Linked DNA regions of Sus scrofa: region 1 is linked to region 2. Evidence: chromatin contacts called from public HiChIP or PLAC-seq data. All regions are on one chromosome and are shown on one strand. The core of a region is the stretch at or near the end of the contact, and the rest is flanking DNA. Distances in the headings are between cores, read along the strand shown. Region 1 overlaps LOC100512907 (a long non-coding RNA gene). Region 2 overlaps CDKAL1 (threonylcarbamoyladenosine tRNA methylthiotransferase).

Evidence for each region. HiChIP or PLAC-seq counts read pairs in DNA pulled down with a chosen protein or histone mark.
Region 1: an H3K27ac HiChIP or PLAC-seq map of skeletal muscle shows a contact between it and region 2, with 7 times the contacts expected there. The contact joins two enhancer-like sites. A contact is called at or near these places in 1 of 47 Hi-C or Micro-C datasets (embryonic fibroblasts) and 1 of 2 datasets of contacts at active chromatin or transcription factors (skeletal muscle).

The regions. Positions count from the first base shown.
Region 1 is chr7:17,119,068-17,123,932 of Sscrofa11.1, reverse strand. All of the region lies in intron 3 of LOC100512907 (a long non-coding RNA gene), which reads right to left. Among named protein-coding and RNA genes, the nearest start is that of SOX4, 230 kb to the right of the region's middle. Within about 2 kb of position 2,447, at least 30 of the 83 cell types and tissues checked have an H3K27ac peak or open chromatin away from gene starts, as enhancers often do. A contact at or near this core is called in skeletal muscle, where this site is marked.
Region 2 is chr7:15,929,728-15,934,310 of Sscrofa11.1, reverse strand. The region is part of intron 4 of CDKAL1 (threonylcarbamoyladenosine tRNA methylthiotransferase); the gene reads right to left. Among named protein-coding and RNA genes, the nearest start is that of CDKAL1, 21 kb to the right of the region's middle. Within about 2 kb of position 2,455, at least 17 of the 83 cell types and tissues checked have an H3K27ac peak or open chromatin away from gene starts, as enhancers often do. A contact at or near this core is called in skeletal muscle, where this site is marked.

The DNA of each region.
Region 1 (4,865 bases), core at 1,198-3,697, 1.2 Mb before region 2:
CCAATAGTTGTAAGCCTGGCTTTGCAACTTCTTATTGATTTTAGGCAGTTATGTATCGTCTATGCCAGAAGCACCGAGAGAGAAAAATCAACGGGGAGGAGGCAGAGAGAAACAGACCAAGACAAGGCTTTGGTCAAGTCCACGTGTGCCAGTCCAGCCATGCAGTCATGCGCTTTCTGCTGAGCTCTTTCAAAAGGGCATGTCCTCACAAACCGTCTGCAAGCCGGGGCAGGAGGCGGCGGGCAGGAGCCGTGTCAAAGAGCAGGGCCAAGAGCGTTCTTGTGGAGTCAGCAGACACAGCAAAGATCCCACAGGGAAAACCACCAAGGGCTAAAGTGGCCCAACTTCTGGGAGACCCGGTAGTTAGAGGAAAGCCTTTTTTAAACTCGGTGGAAAAGGCACACATACAGCAGGCTCCAGCGTAATTACCAAAGCCACTAGGCCTGTCTGCCAGGCAGGGCTGATGTGGCCTCTTGACCAGGTTTTATTCTGGCTTTCTGCTGTCCTCTTGTCCCTCTGCTCTTCCTGCTCCCGCTACTCAATAAACCAGCAGATGCTCGCTTCCCGTCCGACAGACTCTCGCCTCTGCCTTCTGGTTTGTTTTGGCATCTTCTCCAAGTGTCAGACCATCTGCGAAATGGACCAGAGCTTCCGAGACCCTGCTTAGGGTTATTTAAGAATTTGTTTCTACACGTGCAAAGACAATCATGAACATCCTATCGAATAGATGACAAGCATGATCCTGACACAGGCCCTTCGCATTTTGGGTTATTCGTCTTCTCTAGGCAAATAGCCACGTCCTTGTTCAAACAACAGAGTGGGAGGGGAGTCCGAGTTTGCTTTTCATTCTCTCCTGAATTTCCTTCCCTCCCATTTCTCTTAACACTCTGCACAGCCTTACTCACTCCTGGGGCTTTGGAGCAGGCTACTGTTGACAACTCCTAAGTTTCTCTCTACACCAGACCTCTCTGCTCCCATCCTGACCCCAATACCCCAAGGACCTAAGGGACATTTCAAGTACAAACAGCTCAAAATTGAACTCATCTTCCTCTTGCCAGTGCATTTCATCACCCCCCGCCCGGTGTCCTCCCCACCCCAACACACACACACACTTGGCAGTCCTTGACCTTCCTCACGTCTAGTCCATAAAGCTATCCCGGCCTGAGCTATGCCCTATTAACCAGGAAGAGCTAGACTTCCGTCAGATTAAAGACCCTCCCTGAGGCTCTCCCTTCCAGACTCCAGCAAGCACTGCTGTGCTGCAGGTGCGCCCACCATGCACGGGAGGTCACGCCCTTTTCCTTCTTTCTGAGCCCCGACTCCCCACACCCAGGCCAGGCCCCTATATGCCCATTTCGAAAGCACTAGCATGCACTATGCAGGATCCACTTCCTTATGTCACTGGGGGAAAAAATAATAATAATAATAATAATGCCCTTCAGGAAGCCGCTGTCAACTTTTCTGAAGCAAGAACTGAAAAAAGCAGCTCCCGTCTCCCAACATTACCATCTCCGAGGAAAATTCTTCAACAATGAAATAACCACATATTTCATAAAACAAACCCAAAAGGAGTTCAACCAGTCTGTTAAACAGTAACAGGTTGCAAAGCCAGAACTAACCTGGATGAGGACTTCAAGCTGTGACAAAAAGAACACGAAATCAAGTTACAAATGGTCAAAGTCCACTGACTGACTGAATGACCCTCTGCCATTTCTGACAGCTGCACACCTGCTGTTCAGCAGTGGTGATTTTTTTTTTTTTTTTTTTTTGCCTGTTCAGCCTCGACCTGCTGAAACATAGCTCAGATGCAAATATTTTAGGAGGATACACTTCCTTAATACTGGACTATCAAAGCAAGGCCGAGCAGATTTTTCCAAGAATACAAGGTCTCATTCGAAGAGCAGACTTACAGTTTCAGCTCAGTTCAACTTTGTGGACAGACTACATACACCTCAATGAAGTTCTTTTCCTCAGTGTCTTTAAGGAGCATTTCTATGACTGATCCCAACACAAGGAGGGTTAATTATAAACTCTCAGGGTACCACTTGACGACCCAGGCACTGGTGGCAGCTGCAAGGACAGAGGTCATGTATGCTTCTCTCTAGAATAAAATTCTCTTTACCCCCACGTTAAGGTGATTACTCAAACTTTAAAGACTCCCTGTGCCCCGCCCCCCATTCCAGCCTACTCGAATTTTCCTTAGGCTGATTGACTCTAGGAAAACAAGGATTGCATTATGCTTGCCTCCTTGCAATGAGGTCAGTTCTAGTTTCAAATTCCCTTTCAGAACAACCCCAAGGCCACAGACTGTTAGAAACCCCAGCTGCTTGATAGCACAGGAGGGCCTCAGCCATGACAAGGGAGCATTACTCAAGTCCTAATCAGCAAATGCATCCTACACCCAGACTGGCATCCTTGCAGGTCGATTCCGACACGCTGGGCAGAAACACGTCTGAAAACAAACCCAGTCTCGGCTCCTCCTCCCAAAGCTCCTCGGCCAAAGCCAGGCTGCAGTGCAACGTTCAGCGGTGATTTTCTCCAACTGGCACCATCTGTGCAAGCCCTGCCAGACGTGCTGACAGAGCAGGCTGCGTAGACCATTACTAATCCACCAGGGTCAACGGGGTCAGGCCTGCAACACGATGCCTATAGATTTCAAAGGCAGGCCTTCCCTCCATGCCAGCTAATCCATCTATGTTGAAAAGCAAGCACATTTTTAGTCCACTTTCTTTTAAATTTCAAAGGAAAAAAAAAAAATCTCATTTTTAAAGCTCTTAAGCGAGGGAGTAGCTTGCATGTAGTCGGCGCCCTGATACCAGTTAAACTGTATGAGGCCTTCAGGGCATGAGGCTCACTGTCGATCCTTTGCCAAAACTGGGTCAAGAGACCAAGAGGATAACTCTCCTCAGATGACAAAAAGCCTTCAAAAGAAGAGGGACACCATGGATCAAGACTCAGTCTCTGTGGCCAAGAGTCCCCTACCCCAAGCTGAGCCTACAAACAAAGAGTAAATGCCAGCAGCTTGTCTCCCAGGATCACAAAGTGTGAGCTGAGGCAGTGTCAGCTGGGCTGGTAAGTAGCATTACCCACCACCTACTGCAGAATTCTGCCATGAGCAATGCCCCTACTATCGGCTACCCTCCAAGCGTTTGCTAAATACCTACTGGGTGCCAAGAGCTCATGTTTCTTTGCATTTCTGCAGTGTCTCCATTAAGGAACCAGGATGACTGTGAGTCTAGTACCTCAGCCTTGGACTGGCCCGAAGAGGCCCATGGCCCCACGAAAGCAGGATGGTGACCTTGTCTTCCAAGTGTCCCTGGGCAGCACAGACTTGCTGCAGGCCTGCTGCAGTAACAAAATAAAGCAGCTTGTAGATACTTTTATGAATACCAATGTGTGTGTGTCAGGACCAACACTGCCATCATTTCTTTGTAGTAGATGGTATGTTATTCTAGATCTTCAAAAGATGACTCAATCTAAGAGCCCAAAAAACTCCAACGGCCACAAAACTAAAACATCACCCCAAGCTCCAAAGAACCTAGAGCTTTTGTTCATAATAATTAAAGGTTTAAAGACATTTCACGATAAGTGACTTCATCTTCTTACATGTGCTTAGGTATCAGTTTCTCCCCTTACCAGAGTTTAAACGGCTACAGAGGTAGGAGTTAGGAGGAATTTGCAGGTTAAAAAATAATGAATGATTCCTTTAACCCAGATCATTTTCCTTGCACAGCAAGCTGGGAGGGTCACAGATCTGACAAGGCTGCCCCAGCCTAATCTGAGGAGCCGGTTTGCATGAGTTCCTATTAAGGACTTTCTTCTTCTGGTTTTTCTAAGCTTCAAGCAACTACAGAAAACTCCGGGCTAAGCCAGCTCTCAACACACCTACTCTTCCCAACTCCTCCCGGCTCACAAGAGTGGCTCTGGATTGTCTAAAAGTCAGTTATGCCATCCTTTAGATCCCTTTCAGCTACTCCCTATCATAGAAACGCTGATGTCTTAGCAATAGACCTCTTCTTCACCTTGAGACTTACCTGGATGTTATAAAACCAACGAACACACAAAACAAATGGAAACATTTAAAAGAAGATCATGTTTCCCATCTATTCTATCTTTACTAACCCATTCTGGGACCTCAGGTGTTCGGAGGAAGATTCCATTCTCTTTATAAAATGAACACCTTCACATTCCAGGATGGTTTGTTTCAGTCTTTCAGAAATAGTGAGATTTTACTCGGCCTCACTTCACGTGTTGGGCTTATAATGTAAAGCTTTGCAAGACCCTTCTCCCACCTCCAAGCCCTGTTCCGTCTTAGCGGCTTGAGTTGTTCTAAACACCGGAATCTCCTTTTCTAAACAAAGGCTGCCTGACATTCAACTTCATTTCTCTCTGTCTGACTCTGCTGGAGCAAAAGATAAGAATCTAGACAGAGGCTCTCATTCTGCTTTACCTACAACTTGTCTAAACCACCAACTGACAAACACGGGTTCTGCCCAAAGGTACCCAAGGCAGCAACACAGCTGCACAGACTTGTACCTACAACATCAGTTCCAGTACAAAAGTAGCCGGTGGAATTGTCAGAAGGCAGGATGCCTAGATGGTAGGATGATAGATCCCTGAGGAACCTAAGGATACCGCCAAGCAAGGAGGTAGCAAAGTAATTGCAGAAATGTGGCCATGGATAGCTTAATAAACTGAAAACAGAACCATCATATGACCCAGCAATTCCACTCCTGGATATACCAAAAAAAAAAAAAAAAAAAAAAAACAGAAACACTAATTTGAGAGAATACATGCACCCCAATGTTCACAGCAGCATTATTTACAACTGCCAAGATACAGAAGCAACCTTAGTGTCCATCAAC
Region 2 (4,583 bases), core at 1,206-3,705:
GTGAAATTTTCATGATAATTTCCCATCTGCCAATTTTAAACACAGGCTATTTCTAAATGAATTATCAAAAAAATGTTTTACAGAATCTCAAAAGGATAGTATTCATCATGAAGCAATTAAGCAAAAGTGAAGTTTCTGAAAAAACAGTCTATGTCAACTTGTCACTCATAAAAACTCTAAAATATTAAAACCAGAATATATTTCAAGTTGTTCAATACCAGAATGCCAGCAATTTTGCAGAGATTACTCATTGTAATACAACTTAGCTTTCCAGAGTTTATCCACAAAAATTAATGCAACTACATGTAAGTTGAAATATTACCACTTGCATGCTACAAGAAATGCAAACAAGAAGTTGAAGTGACCTGAAAAGGTCAGGCCACAAGTGGAACAGGATGAAAAATGATACTCAAGTTCCCAAAGAAAGATGATTAAAAAAAAAAAAAAAAGTTTTCCCACATTTACTAGTAAGAAAATTGAGAAAAAGAGCTTAAAACCTTTTATCAAAATAATTTGATTAACATGCAAGTTATGAAGTATTACTGAGCATTCACTCTGAAAATAATACCAGGCTGAAAAAGTCAGGACATGGAGCCAAAATACTTTAGAATTAACAAGAGTGAACGAGATTTTTTTCTTTCTCTCTGTAAAAGGGAAAGATTCTAAACAAACATGCAATTCTACTCTCAAACATAAGGAAAAGCATTGCTCAGGATTTAAAAAACAACAAAGCTAATGTTACTCTACTTGTACGGATAACGCACAATTAGTACAAAATCAAAACCAGCACCACTTAGTAGGCTGTTGGTTGAAACGTGTAGTTTTATGCCTTATATCATGAGAAGAGGAAATTTCTGTTGAGACGGAAAATTAAAAACTAAATATTCCCATGTTCTTTCTAAAGAAGAAAAAAAAAAAAAAAACTGAACGTGGAGATCAGAAAAATCAGCCTGCATCCTGTATCACAGTAAGAAGAATCCCAACACCCTTTTCAAAAATTTCGTTTCACCATTTTTGAGATGTTTCATTTCACTAAAGCATCGCAAAATGTAAACAAAAATTTTAGCATAGAGAATTTAAATATTAGGAACTTGAATAGAGAAAACCATTCAGTTGCTATAAAGAATAATAGAATTCCTTATGTAATAACAAGCAATTCTCCTCCATTTCTAGTCACCTAGGACTCATTTTAAAATAAGAACATGGAGTTCCCATTGTGGCTCAGCAGTAACCAAGAGCATCCATGAGGACGCAGGTTTGATTCCTGGCCTTGCTCAGTGGGTTAGGGATCCGGTGTTGTGGTGAGCTGTGGTGTAAGTCATAGATGCAGCTGGATCCCGCATTGCTGTGGCTGTGGCATAGGCTGGCAGCTACAGCTCCAATTCGACCTCTAGCCTGGGAACTCCTCTATGCCTCGGGTGTGGCCCTAAAAAGACAAAAAGACAAAAATAAAATAAAGTAAAATAAGGACAACTCCTTACAAGATTGCATAGGAAAAATGGGTGAATTTTAAGGGTTAATATAATCTAAATTATACTTCAGTAATTTAAATTGCTTAAATTTTTTTAAAACAAAAACATTAGTTTAGCAACAAAAAAATGAGTTGCTTAAAATTTAAAAAAAAAACTTATAGGAAAAGCATTCATCACAATATGCCAATTAAGATATGCAGTATCTTTACAACACTTTAAGAAATGTATATATTCAGCTCCATCCATTTTCAGGTGATATAATAATGTTACCATACTTCTACAAAGTCTACTCATTCCTGACGCCACAAAGGCAACACTGAGAGTTTTCCAGAAAGTTATGCATAACATATGGCAATTAATTATATATATCAATAGCCCCCCAAATAGAAGCATTTTTAAGACCCAATTATGAAAATGGTTTCTCAATTATATGTGTCCACATCCTTCTAAATGATGGAGTCTTTCATTACTACACATACCCTAATTAATTCTTACCCTGACTTTCATTTCAGTCTTTGGTTTCATTTAGGAAATCAAATCTGTTCTCTGCAATTTCCACTTTAAAAAAATCATACTTTAATCCCCTGAAACAGCTGCTTATCTTCCACAACTTCAACCAATGCATCTTTTACCCTGTCATCCTTCCCCGTCAATTTTCCTCGGTAAAAGAGAGAGATAGCTGCAGAGCAAATCTTTACTCAGTTCCTTCTGAGATCACAAAATGGTTTTTCCTGGCGCAGGCTAGCCATTCCAGAACTCCCCAAGGAGAAGATTCCAAAATGTCATCCACCTAAAACAGAAGGTCTGATGAAAAGGAAACCGTCCAGTTTGACTGCTTCAGCCCCCATTGTTTATTATACAAATAATGTGCCTAGAAGTCTCATTTTATATTTAGTATCTCCAAGTTATGTTCTATGCCCAAATCCTCACGTTGCGTGTTGTCCTGTTTCTGTCTGGGCGGATAAAAGGGAGGGAAGCTACCAAACCTCTTTAGGACGTTTATCCTTGAAAGTTAGAGTTTGTTGGAGAGACTTCATGGAAAGATACGGCTCTGTGATCCAGTAACAACTGTCATCCCTGACACAAATGGTTATCTTGCTGGAAGTTACACCCTGAAAAAGCATCAAATCTACTACCCCTGGGCCATCAGCTCCTCATAAAAGGCCAGCTTTCTATAAAATTCTCAACCTTATAGGTGATACAATAGCAGCTAAAAAGTAATCAGAAACATATTAAGACTTATGAAGGATGTTCTTACTAGTTCGTGCAAACAACCTAACATTACCACAATAACCAGGGAGGGAAAGTGAAAGTAAATCACTGAGAAGAAAGCATTTTTAAATATAATCATAGACTATAGTTTTCCAGGATATAGGAAATATATTTTAAAAATGTCTAAAATTAATTGGAAATGCCCACCTGAGTACATTTTACAGATCAACAAATATACTTCCTATTTGAGTGTATGAAAGGCTCTGTTTACCTTTATATAACCCTTTCTATGTTTAACTTCTGAGCTTCAGAATAATGCTAAGATTCAACTATTATCTACAAGCTCATGGTCACCCTTTGCACTGCAGACCTCTGCAAACAATCACAATAGAATTTATTTTCGCTGTAATTCCAGATGGACTTCAAAACCTTCAGATAAAAGCATCATCTTTGGCTAAAGAATAAAGAATTTCTGCAAGGAAACTCTGCCTTACATTAACAAAATGTTCTCTTCAGCACACAACTAAACCCCTCACTGTACATACTAGTTACTGATATATATACTTTAAGTCAGAAACCTAAATATCAGGATATTTTTAAATAACTCTTTCAAAGGCTAGGTTAACAAAGTCTTTGCCCTTTGTTGATCTCAAAGCTATACAAAATTAGCAACGTGAGTTCCCGTAGTAGCTCAGCAGAAACAAGTCTGACTAGTATCCATGAGGACACAGGTTCAATCCCTGGCCTTGCTCAGTGGGTTACAGATCCAGCATTGCCAGAAGCTATGTTGTAGGTCACAGACATGGCTCGGATCTGGCATTGCTGTGGCGGTGGCATAGGCCAGCAACTGTAGCTCCAATTCAGTCCCTAGCCTGGGAACCTCCATATACCTCAATTGTGGCCCTAAAAAAAGAAAAAAAAAAAAAAAAACTAGGAACAGACATGAATTTTATAAACTCTAAGATACTATGCACATGTAAATAACTGTGTTGATGATGGCAAAGAAGCAAGAAGGCTGGATTACAGAGGAACATTTCTAGAGGCAAGTTAAAAGCCCTGCACTAAGATAACTGGTGATGCTTCTATTGAATTCAACTAGAGATTTAAGAACACAAAAATCAAGATGATGTTTTATTTATGTTCAACAAGGAAATGACTTTAATTAATGTAATTAAGGAGGGGGGAGGGGAAGACCAGGAAGCTCTCAGCTGACACTGCTATCTATAACTTAAAAAACAGCTTACTTCCAACTCTAACTCAGCATGGAAATTAATAAACTGAGCCTATTCCCATGGAATGGAGTCCAGTGGTATGTATGCCCCTTTCTCTGCCCTCCAAAATAAGAATGGCTTTAATAAGATCACATGTAAAAGACTACTAAAAGAGAAGAAATTGTAAAAAAAAAAAAAAAAAAAAAAAAAAAAAAACCAAAAAAAACCCAAAAAAAAAAGACAAAACCTACTCTAATAAGACTTTAATACTATTAAATTTCCATAATGGACTGCCTTTAAAATACCAACTTTGAGATTCTACACAGCACAAAGGGCAGAGGCTGGGGTTACAGTCATGTCTCAATTACAGCTCTAGTATGCTCGGTGGGGGAAGTTAGATAGTCATGTGCCTTTCTTAGAGTCTCAATCTCATCTTTTTTTTTTTTTTTTTTTTTTTTTTGTCTTTTTGCCTTTTCTAGGGCCACTCCCACGGCATATGGAGGTTCCCAGGCTAGGGGTCCAATCAGAGCTGCTGCTGCTGGCCTATGCCAGAGCTACAGCAACGTGGGATCCGACCTGAGTCTGCAACCTACACCACAGCTCACGGCAACGCCGGATCCTTAACCCACTGAGAAAGGTCGGGAATCAAACCCGCAACCTCATGGTTCCCAGTTGGATTCATTAACCA